Linked DNA regions of Zea mays: region 2 is linked to region 1. Evidence: chromatin contacts called from public Hi-C data. All regions are on one chromosome and are shown on one strand. Each heading gives the region's core, a stretch centred on a gene start, on an enhancer-like site or on the middle of the called end of the contact. The rest is flanking DNA. Distances are from core to core; before and after follow the strand shown.

The links. A called contact is a pair of places that touch in the nucleus more often than the background predicts.
Region 2: a contact with region 1 is called in a Hi-C map of ear, with 2.0 times the contacts expected there. The contact joins the promoter of LOC103626626 here to the promoter of LOC542153 in region 1. A contact is called at or near these places in 2 of 25 Hi-C or Micro-C datasets (ear and endosperm).

Annotation. Positions count from the first base shown.
Region 1 is chr5:82,331,463-82,334,009 of Zm-B73-REFERENCE-NAM-5.0, forward strand. It overlaps LOC542153 (probable protein phosphatase 2C 45), which reads left to right and starts at 1,274. Exons shown (of 8, transcript NM_001319767.1): 1 at 1,274-1,658. The coding sequence starts at 1,441.
Region 2 is chr5:82,646,577-82,649,123 of Zm-B73-REFERENCE-NAM-5.0, forward strand. LOC103626626 (putative adagio-like protein 2) reads left to right here and starts at 1,283. Exons shown (of 2, transcript XM_008647029.4): 1 at 1,283-1,836. The coding sequence starts at 1,607.

The sequences.
Region 1 (2,547 bases), core at 24-2,523:
TTGTGATAATCTGGCTCATTTATTCACTAAATCCTTACCTGCAGTCACATTCAGAAAATGTGTACGAGGTATAGGGATGAGGCATTTGAGAGACCTGCAGGGTTCAGGGGGAGATCACCTCTGAACTTCAGCCCTTACAATTCGACCTGAAGATCGTATATTATACACCTTGAAGGTTATAGTTGTCCTGAAGACACCCGTTGTACTCTTTTTCCCATTGTGAGTTTTTCTGAAGTTTCTCACATATGGTTTTTAACGAGGCAACAAGTGCAATATATCGAGTGGAACTATGCTCTCTTTCTCCATTTTTTCTCACTGGGTTTTTCGGAGTTTTGATGAGACATAAGTCGTCACGTTATTCGCCCAAGGTCAAGTGTTAAGAAACCCTAAAAGAGGTTTAATGGGCTAATACCGAAACTGCCCTCAGTGGGTTTACATGTTATATATGTATCCATATCCCTCATAATAAAGATAGACAGATAGAGATTTGATCCACTGTGTCTTTTGTTCCTCTGTGTGTTCGGTTGCTGGGAAGGGAACATGCTTCTACAACTTCTCACGTCCCTACTGCTCTTGGGAGGGTTCGGAGTCTAGATCAAAGATCTACGACGACTATGTTGTTTAAACACGTTGTCTTAAACGACCATAGGACCCGAGCCTCCATAAAGAAGTCGCCGATGTGAGTCGTGGCCTCGTGGGCAGTGGCAACCTAGGATTTGAATCTAGAGTAGTTAGAAATAAAACTTTAACATATACAATAGTGTATAATCTGGCACCACGTATATATAATTTTCATCGATCTGGTACATAATAAAAATAACTAAAATATTTCATAATACTTTTAAATCATTAAATTAGACTAAACGTTAAGTGATAGTTTGTTTTTTAGACTAAATTTTAGGGTAGTCGGTCGGAGGCCTCCGCCCCTGGTCGTGGTGGTGCGGCCTTAGGGGGTGTTTGGTTTCTAGGGACTAATGTTTAGTCCCTTCATTTTATTCCTTTTTAGTGTATAAATTGTTAAATATGGAAACTAAAATAAAGTTTTAGTTTCTATATTTGGTAATTTTAGAACTAAAATGGAATAAAATCTAGGGACTAAATATTAGTCCCTATAAACCAAACACCCCCTTAGTCGTGATTCGTGATTCGTGAGGGGACAGGACAGGAGGCGAGAAAAGAGGCCGGGGACCGGGGTGGCGAATGGCGATGACCGGGTCCGTCCAGTCGCGGCGCGCCCGCCACGTCATCCTCCCGCCGATCGTTCTCATCCACTCTTCCGCTGCTTTTCCTTTCTCCTTTCTCCTCTCTCCTCTCTCCCCTTTCCTCTCCCCAAGCAGGCGGGGCGAGCGAGCCCAGCAGGCGTCTCTCCTCTCGTCCATCCGTTTCCTCCTCCCCCTGCTTCCCGGCTCGCCTCCCTCCCCTCCCTGTGCGCCTCTTTTCATGCGCGAGGAGGGACCGTGGGGACCACCACCACCAGCACCACCACCTCCATCCGTGCGCCTCTCGCTCTCGCTGGTGGTGCTCCTCCTCCTCCTCCTGCTCCCGGGGCGGGCGGCCTCCTTTTCCACCTCCTGCTGGTGCCAGGGCCGGGAGGGCGTCGCGGAGGTGGCGCGCATGGGGCTCGCCGGGGACGGGTCGGCGGACACCGCCCACCTCAGGTTTTCCTCCCTCCTCCCTTCTCCTTCCTCTTTCACCTCCCGCTTTCCCTTTCGCCCCCATCCATCTGGTTGACTTCGCCGTGGGGAACGAGAGGCTAGCTTCTCAGGAGGCTATGACGCCTCGTAGCCGAGATCCATGGCAGCGGGGACGAATTATACTCCTCTATCTGCTGCGCCGTGGCCGTGGATTCGGGACACTGGAATTATTAGGCACCGGGCTTGGGCGCGACAGGCCCAGCCTTTCAGTTGGATCTGCCCAATTGTTAATGTTTGATCATGTTGGCCATGAGGGTCGAACGATGGCGGGTTACTGATCAGATCGTTCGGGAGCTCTCTTCTGCCTCGTCGCACGATTGGATTTTAGGACTATTATTCCGGTGTCACTTTTTTTACTTTTGCGTGCCAAGCATCAGGATCTATTAAGATTTTGGTCATACATGGCTGATCTAATGTCCACTATTAAACCGAACCTCGTGTCTTTTTAACTGACGATTTTACAGGATTTGTTGTGCAAGTTAACCATATCCGCAGGCCTTGCCGATGTATTGGCTCATTGAATGTCCCCCTTGCAAACAAGACATTCCTCGCATCATTGCTCTTTGAATACTAAGTGCTACGTACAAGTCCTCACTAGCTAGATGTGTTTTCTGCGTGCAGGTCTGTCTACATTTGATTTGGTGGCCAATTGTTGACAAGCTTGTGTTTGTTTTCTAGTCTAACATAACTTGTGTGTTATACTCATGTGTTAGATGGTATTCCAAGCTAACTACAAAGAAATAAAGACTAAAGAGTGTCTGTTACTCTGGTGAACTTTATGGAAGTTAGATGTTGAATTTTCTTTTTCGTCCGAAATATAAAGCATACAAAACTCCATAGCAGCTCAATCAGT
Region 2 (2,547 bases), core at 33-2,532, 320 kb after region 1:
CAGGACTACATCCGACGATTCTCGAAGCAGCGCACCGAGCTGCCCAACATCACCGACTCGGATGTCATCGGCGCGTTCCTCGCCGGCACCACCTGCCGCGACCTGGTGAGCAAGCTGGGTCGCAAAACCCCCACCAGGGCGAGCGAGCTGATGGACATCGCCACCAAGTTCGCCTCTGGCCAGGAGGCGGTCGAGGCTATCTTCTAGAAGGACAAGCAGCCCCAGGGCCGCCCACCGGAAGATGCCCCTGAGGCGTCAACTCAGCGCGGCGCCACCTGGATCCTCTCCTTACGCCTATAAAAGGGAGGACCAGGGCCCTCTTAGAGAGGGTTGGCCGCGCGGGGACGAGGACGAGACAGGCGCTCGCTTGAAGCCGCTCGCTCCCTCTCCTGCGTGGACGCTTGTAATCCCCTACTGCAAGCGCACCCGACCTGGGCGCGGGACGAACACGAAGGCCGCGGGATTTCCACCTCTCTCACGCCTGTCTCCGGCCACCTTTCTCCCCCCTTCGCGCTCGGCCTCGCGCCGACCCATCTGGGCTGGGGCACGCGGCGACATTCACTCGTTGGCCCAGGGACCCCCGGTCTCGAAACGCCGACAAGTCTGTATCAGCATTTATTTATTAAAATTTACTTATCTAAGCAACTGAAATGACAATGGCTACAACATCAATATTTGCCATGGTTCAAGAAAACGAACAGCCGAGTACTCAGATTATTAAAAAAGAAAAATGATAATGAAGTATAATATTTGGTTGAAATGCAATCAAAATAGTTTTTAACTTTTAAGTCATTATGAGATGCAGCAGGTTAGGAGACAACTAAGGCCTTGTTCGTTTTTGTCGGATTGGTGGGTCGGAATGATTTCTAGCCGGATTGCTTCTCTAATTTATATAAACTTTGATTAGCTAAAACGATTCTGGGTACAATCCGATGTAAATGAACAACGCCTAACACATACAAACAACTGATTTCTTTAATATAATAAAACAGGCATGTGCATAATGAATGTGCCTCATGCTGTCATTTCAGCTTGAATACGAGGGTACTAAAGGACACTGAATCCACGCCCCACTCGATTCACACGTGCTTAAGTGCTACTACCAGCGTTGCCCATGCTGCGACCTTCCGGGTTCGTGGCTTAATGGGCGGAAGACCTGCTGCGAGGCGATCGAACGGTCCATACCGTGTTCACGTCAGATCCAACAATTAGCGGGCTAACGGGTTACGTGGGCTATCAGGTCCCCGCCTTTTAAAGCTCACGATAGAGATACGCACATCATGAGGACGATCTCAGCCGTCCACCCGCCCTGGACCCTGAGATCCGACGGCGCCGATCGGCCACCCGGCTCTCTCATCTCCCCAAAGTCCCAAACGCCTCGCCTCGCCGTCGTCGTCCACTCGTTCGTCGCTGCTCCCTCCTCCACCACCTTCCAGTCCTGTCCAGTGCCGCCGCCTTGCCCTGCCCTCCCCTCCCTTCCCCCGATTACCCTCGCGGTTGACCTCGCCAATCCGGTCCCGCCTCCGTATAAATCCGCCCTTCTCGCCCCCGCTCCGACCACAAACCCTAGCGGCGCGCCCCGGCATGGGCTAGGGTTCCCGCGGCGATGGAGTGGGACAGCGATTCTGACGGCGGCGATGACGAGGAGGAAGAAGAGGTCCGCCCCGGGGGTGGGGACGCGGGCCCGGGGTTCTCGCTGGCCATCGAGGGCGTGCTGGGCGCGTGCGGCATGGTGGTCTCCGACGCGCTCGAGCCCGACTTCCCCATCATCTACGTCAACCGCGGGTTCGAGAGCTCCACTGGATACAGCGCCGAGGAGGTGCTTGGGAGGAACTGGTGAGCCGACTGACCTGCCGGCTCCTGTTTCGATTCGATAACCACGGGGTGGGGGATTTGTTCGTTGCTAGAGGAGGCGCTTGGGGCGCGTGATTCACCACGGGAGGTTTTTATAGCGTGTTTGGTTCATGGAATGACACCGGGGGGAGTCATCCGAACCTCGGTGGGTTGTTTGTTTTGGCAAGGGGAACCAACGCATCCGCCATGAGATCGCACCCTCCGCCAGTATATTCACGGCATCTACTCGTTCCTCTTGAAATAGTCGGTCGAACACATGCTGGACGCACTGATGCCAGACGGGGTCATTCCCCAAACCAAACAGCCTATGTGCTTGTTGCTGTTTCGTGGTGACTTCAGCAGTATTCCGTAGCTCATAGCTAATATTTGGGTCTGGAATGGCTGTCTCGAATCAAATCGTGGTGCTATTTAGCTGCTTTGCTAGGTTAAATTGCTAAAATGCAGTTTTATTTCTTTTCTGGTGTTATTAGTTTAAGCTTTCTGAACCATGATTAATCAAGGTTTCCATTTGCATGAATTACTGCAGCAACCATAGTCAAGATGGTGTTTGGTGTATATGACATGTTGCTTCTAGATTCTCCTTAGAGAGTGTGGTTTCCAAAAAATGGTTGGCCCAAATCGATTTTATAACTCCTAATCCATCAAATTGTTTGCTAGGGAGTGGGAATCTAAGATGAAAACAATTTATTTACC